Regions from separate parts of the Ovis aries genome. Here region 1 is linked to region 2. Evidence: chromatin contacts called from public Hi-C data. All regions are on one chromosome and are shown on one strand. Each heading gives the region's core, a stretch centred on a gene start, on an enhancer-like site or on the middle of the called end of the contact. The rest is flanking DNA. Distances are from core to core; before and after follow the strand shown. Region 1 holds the start of HS6ST1 (heparan sulfate 6-O-sulfotransferase 1). Region 2 has its middle 300 kb from the start of HS6ST1.

The links. A called contact is a pair of places that touch in the nucleus more often than the background predicts.
Region 1: a Hi-C map of skin fibroblasts shows a contact between it and region 2, with 1.8 times the contacts expected there. The contact joins the promoter of HS6ST1 here to the enhancer-like site in region 2.

The regions. Positions count from the first base shown.
Region 1 is chr2:117,193,321-117,196,449 of ARS-UI_Ramb_v3.0, reverse strand. It overlaps HS6ST1 (heparan sulfate 6-O-sulfotransferase 1), which reads right to left and starts at 1,417. Exons shown (of 2, transcript XM_027964665.3): 1 at 584-1,417. The coding sequence starts at 1,110.
Region 2 is chr2:116,895,565-116,898,675 of ARS-UI_Ramb_v3.0, reverse strand. No RefSeq gene overlaps it. Among named protein-coding and RNA genes, the nearest start is that of HS6ST1, 300 kb to the left of the region's middle. Within about 2 kb of position 1,790, at least 5 of the 54 cell types and tissues checked have an H3K27ac peak or open chromatin away from gene starts, as enhancers often do.

The DNA of each region.
Region 1 (3,129 bases), core at 168-2,667, 300 kb before region 2:
TTCCTCCCCGCCCCCAGCCCCAGGTGACAATCGGGCCTTTGTTCCACCTGCACACCTGGGCTCGGCAGCTCCTCCCCAGCCCTCTCCAGGCAGGCTGGCGGGCCGGGGGTGGGGCGGGTGGCCCGCAGGTGCAGGGGAGAGGCCCCTCACTTCTCTCACTTTCGATTTGGGCGCGACAGCCGCGCGGGGAAGCCCGGTGGGCTACACGCGCACAGAAACCCGCAATCCCGCCCGACGACACAGGCCAGCCTGGACGCAGAGCTGAGGCCTGACAGGTGAGAGCCCGCGGGCAGGGGGCAGTGACCCCGGGAAGCCCAGACGCCGCGCGGCCCGGCGGGTGGTGGGGAAAAGTAAAGAGGTGCCGAGCACGCGGGGAGAGGGGGCATGCGAGCGTGGGGAGCACAGCGGGCCGCGGCAGACGGACTGCGGGCTCGGGAGCCCAGAGGTAAGGAGGCGGTCCAGAGGGCTGCGGCGAGTGGCGGCCCCGGGAGGGCAGGCGTGCAGGGCAGGGAGCGAGGGGCGGGCCCGGGGGAGCGGCCGCGAGCCGGCACCCCGCCGTCCCGGCCCGTCGGTGGACGCTCACCTGGGCGTGCGCAGCGCGGCGGGGTCGCGGCGGTCCAGCACGCCGGGCACGCAGTTCGTGAGCTCGGTCCAGTCGGCGTGCAGCCCGCAGCTCCAGCCCGTGGAGAAACGGGAGAAAAGCCAGGTCTCGCGGCGGTTGGGCCGGTAGCAGGTGCACTTTTTCTGGCCCGGCCGGCAGTCGCAGGGCACCTCCAGGCGCACGTTCTGCACGAGGTGGCGGCCAAAGGTGGTGCCGCCCGTTTTCTGGATGTGCAGGAAGACGATCACGTCGTCGCCCTTCATGTCGAAGTGCAGCGAGCGCTCCAGCTCGCGCACCGGGAAGTAGTACTTCTTCTCGTAGTGCGGGTCGGGCGTGGGGAAGAGATCCAGGTCGTCGGGCGGCGCGCGGCCGCCGGGCGCGCCCAGGCTCAAGCCCGGGCCCGCGTACTGGTAGAGAATGAGCATGAAGCACGCCGAGCCCACCACCACCAGCAAGAACTTGCTGGCGCGCTCAACCATGGTCCTGCCGCCGGCGCGCCGCCGCCGCATGTGTCACCATCGCCAGCGGCCCGGGCGCGGGGCGCGGGGCCTGGAGGGCGGGGGGCGCGGGCGCAGCTGCTCTGCCGCCGCCGCCGCCGCCCGCGCTCCGGCCCGGCCCGGCTACTCGGCGCCCAGGCCGCCCGCAGCGGCGCGCGCCCCGGCCCTTCGCGGCGCCATGGCTGCTCTCCGCCCGGCCCCCGCCCTCCGGCCCGACCCCGCTGGGCTCCGGCTCGGCTCCGGCCCTGCCCCGGCTCGCGCCCCCTGCGGCCCCACGCCGGCCACTCGGCTCCGCTCCGCGCCTCGGCCAGAACGCTCTGCGCCGCCCCGCGCGCCGCCGCGTCTCCGCAGTCCGCCGCCGCCCCGCCCAGGCCCGCCCCCGGCCCGCCCCCGCCGCGCCTCTTGCCGTCGCCGCCCGAGTGGATCCTCGGCCCCGCCCCCAGGGGTCCGGGGCTGCAGGCGGGTCCGAGCCGGCGCTCGGACGCCGGTCTCTGGCCTCAGCGAGGCCCATCCGAGGCGGGTGGCGAGAACCGGGAACTGGCTGATGTCCGCAGAGGCGTGGGGAGCGACTGGAGAAACGTGTAGCGGGGCGCAGATGGCCCTTCTGGGCTGCGTGGGGGGCGGGGGCTCGCGGCGACGGGTTCGGGGGGGGGACTGAGTCCCCCTGCCCGCTTCTCGGGAGGGAACGCCTTGACTTTGCCAGCCGGCCGCTTTGAAGTTCCAAACGCGAGGGGTCGGGGGCTGGATGGACTTGGTGGGATCTGGGGGCGGGGGGGCAGGGCGCGGGTCGCGGAAGGAAAAGGGAAGGTTGGGGGCGGGGAGCCTGGGGTCCACGGCGGCCGTCGACCTTCCTCCTCTATCCCGGCACCCCGGCTTTGGGACCTTGACCCGGAGCCCCTCGCGGAGCGATGCTGAAGTGTGCGCGGAAGACTTCGGGCAGCCTTGTGCAGTCTTTCGCTGTTTAGCCAACGTGCATTTTTTCCTCCTAGTTTAATTATGATCTCAATGAGAAAGTTATAAAAAGTGGAGCCAATATTTAAAGTTGTGAGCGCCCACAAAAACATTTCAACTTCTGGCTTTGGCACATGGGTCAGAGGGTCTGGCTGCTGGGCCTTTCCTGTCCGTGGTGGTGGCCCACCGCCCCCGCGGGCCTCTCTCCTGGTTAGCCCAGCCTGCCCCCACGCCTTCCAGCTTGGGCCCTGAGCCGCACACCCTGCGCTTTCCCCGGAACCACACAGCCTGGTCCTGACTGGGCTCAGACGCTCTGGCGTCTTCATGGAACAGGAAGTGCGCCAGATTGCGAAATGACCTGTTGAGAGTCTCTGCCCTGCCTCGCTGAGGGCGGGCGCTAGTGTTTGGACTCAGGTCCAGTGGTCTCAGAACGATTCCAGCTGTCAGGCCTGGGTTCAAATGTCCGCATACACCTCTGCCAGGGCCTTCCCTGGTTTCTGTGATGTGGGTCCTGAAGAGGCTTTGTGAGGATTTATTGTGTCAATCATATTGCAACGAAACTGTTGAAAATAGTAATATATGAAATCACACCAGAAATCCCTTCTGGAAGCAAACCCAGAGAACTGGAAAACCAACCACTGACACCCCCAAATCCAACTAAGAGGGGAGTGTGCTATTTTCAGAAGGGCTGAAGGCACATCTGCTCTGCTGCAGCACTCTGAATACAATACAGGGTGACCTAGGGCCCACTGGGAGTGTGGTGGGGTGGCCGGTCCCCAGTGTGACCCAGGGCCTCAAAATCCCTGCCCCCTCCGTAGCTACTTTCAAACTATCTGGTCCCGGAGCCCTGTGGGTGGCCTGGTCAGCCTTCTCCAGTGAGGATCCGTTCTTGCCAGGAGTGGAGGCCGGCGCAGCGGTGAACCTGGGGCCGCCTGCCTGTCTCCAGTCTCGTGACCCCGTTTTGGCCTGAAGCCTCAGGAGCCTTCCTGCAGGACCCGGGAGGTGGCAGTCCAGACTTGGAGGGCAGCGCTGACCTGGGTCCGCCCAGCGGTGTCCTTACCCAGACGCCAACACTCTCTC
Region 2 (3,111 bases), core at 541-3,040:
GGCTAGCCTGTTAATTCCCTGACCAGGGATCAAACCTGCGTTCCCTGTGTCACAGGGTGGATTCTTCACCACTGGGTCACCAGAGAAGTCCCCCTGCTATTTTTGGTTGACACTTGACATTGTGAGTTTTACCTTGTTGGGTGCTGGATATTTTTGTACCCTGTTTAATGTTTGTGAGCTTTGTTTTGGGACATAGTTATATACTTGGAGGCAGTCTGATCCTTTTCTGTCTTGCTTTGGAGATTTGTTTTGAAGCAGTGCTCATTCTAGGTCTAGTTATTAATAGACTATTATTGAGACCCCGTGGATCTTGAGGTTTTCAGTGTGGTTTCCAGCCTGTTTTAGTGTTAGGCACCATTACCTCCAACATTTGGGTGGTTCTTTCCTCAGCCTTGAGTAGTGTAATTGTCTCACAAATACGCACTGATGAGTTCTCAGCTGAAAGGTTGAAGCAGGGCCTCTGTAGTTACCAAGAGTTTTTTTCTCAGCAGCTTTCTTCTTTTCAGCACTGTTCTGTGGACTCTAGGGCCTTGGTCCTTGGTCTTCCCAGCTCTGTATCCTCGACTTCAGGTATCTACAAGCTTCCTCAAGAATTTGATGTTCCTATTCTTTGGCCTGGACACTTTCCTAGGAAGATAAACTGGGGCAATTTGAGGGCTCATTTCTCCCCCACCTCTCAGTAGTTGTTACCTTTTGTTGTTGTCTTAAGTACAGGGTCTTGCAGACCTTTGTTTCATGTATTTTGTCAGTTTCTCTTGTCATTTTGTTTCAGGTGGGAGGGTAAATCCAGTATTTGTTATCTCAACTTGGTTGTACACAGAAGTCCCTTCTTACCATGTTAGGCCCAATTTTAAGTGTAAAAATCTGCTTAAAATCTACCTGTAGGAGCTATATGGAGAAGTTCAAAATCACATCCATTTCACCTTGTCTCATCAGAAATAGACTCTTGTCTTCCAAAACCCTTGAAACTCTGATTTTGTCACTTGAAAGTCGCAGCGTAATTCTTTTATTGAGATTTAAATTTTTCTTTTACCTTTGGTGTGATTTGTCAAGTCATGACAAATTCCAACCAATAGTTTTACCACACATGAGTAAACATGATCAGTTTTGTAAATGTTTTATTTACACATTGCAAAGTATATTTATCTGCTCACTTTTAGTGCACGCATATACACAAACAATGCATCAGATTTAGGGATGTTGAAAGATAGAATGAAAAGTGCATTGGTTTTTGAATAGGGTACATTTGTTTTTTGGAATCCAGCCATGGCAACCAAACTTCCCTTTCCTCTTAACCTCTATTTTGTAAGCATTAAATATGTGAAGTACTAGGTTTCCCTGGTGACTCAGCTATAAAGGATCTGCCAGAAACGCAGGAGATGAGGGAGACGCAGATTCTATCCCTGAGTCGGGCAGATCCCCTGGAGGAGGAAATGGCAACCCACTCCAGTATTCTTGCCTAGAAAATTCCATGGACAGAGGAACCTGGTGGGCTACAGTCCATGGGGTGGCAGAGAGTCAGACACGACTGAGTGAATGAACACACACAGGAAACACTTAGTAGCTTAGTAGCTGTTAATAACCCCCACTCACCCACCTCTCCCCATCCTCCCTGGAATCCATTTCTTTTCGCTTGTTTTATGTAATTTATTCTAGCTGAAATACATCAAAAACAACAGGGTTATTTCTGAAATATGCTGAGATCACTTCGTGGGGTGAATGTTGGGTGAGCAGATTAGCAGTGTCTTGTGCTCAGGTTTTTTGGGCCGCATCTTGCCAGATGGAGTTGTTTTGCTTCAGGAAATATATTTTCCCTAGTGGTGGATCTGAGTCACCGGCACGTTTATGGAGTCATAGCTTCTCACTGTAGCAAAGATCTCAAGGGAGCCAAGAGATGGTGCAGCTCTGGCTCCCTGATCGAGGGAGGGCTGTGCTGGCAAAGCCTGGGGAGGGAAGGCAACCAGAATGGAGTCACGGCTCTGGTTGTGGGCACATGGATTTAGAGCTCACGTTTCCTGGTTTCTGATACTGTGCTTTTTCTTATATTGTGAAGAGTTCCACCCTTGCAGGGAAATGTTTCACACAAGTGACAGGGATTATTAGAATCATTTGAGGTTCCTTTGTACTGTGACTCAAGTCATGGGGGACTCAAAATGCTTTTAGCATCATCTCAATTCTGTTGGCATCAAAGAGGATAAACAGAATCACCCAGTTGTGTCCACTTCCTTCTCATGTGTGAGACAAAGCCTGCCAAGTTAAATTGCGCCCTTCTCTCTGCTGCTATGAATTCATAGTTCAATGTCTCCTTTCCCCTTCATTAAAAAAAAACCAAAACAAAACAAAACACATGTCCTCTATTAACACAAATGTAAAAGCCAGAGAATTAGAAAGAGGAATTTAAAAAATTTCTGTAGCCTCTCCTACCAAAGAAAATCACTGCTAACATTTTGGGTTATATCCCCCATTAAAAAAATCTAGTTATGATTTTATTACTTTCTGGCTTTTTTCACATAGTTGTGACCATATTCCATATAAAATTTCAGATTCTTCAGTTTTTATCCTACATTGTAACAGAAGTCTTTCCCATAATTATTGTAACTTTACGAAAATAATTTTAGCTGCTGCAAAGTATCATATTCAGGCAATATAGTAGAGTACTTAACTGAACATCTAGTTTTTAATGTAACTGAATTTTAGATCTGAAATTAACAGAAAAACATTTAGAGTATTTGATATTTTCAATCTCAGAACGATACATGGACATTGTAAAAACATGGGAAAAGAGAGGATCAAATCCAAGAGAACAGAAAACAAAAAGCAAAATTCTTCCCCTGGCACCTTTCAGCACCCACTCTCTAGCCCATCACCCTCTTCTAACCGCTTAAGATTTTTGTTTTTCTCGAAATTTCTCTTCAACTATAAATAAGGGTTGTCAAACATTCTAAACGTTTTCCTAGTAATTTTAGTCTTACTATTGAGTAACAGCAAAAGTTATGTCCAACTAGCAAAATATCCTGCTAATTGCCCAGTAAGTATTATGCAACCACTAAAATTATTTTTAGAAAGACTTCCTAATAAATCAAGCATGGTCTGTTTTTGTTTTGTTAACTA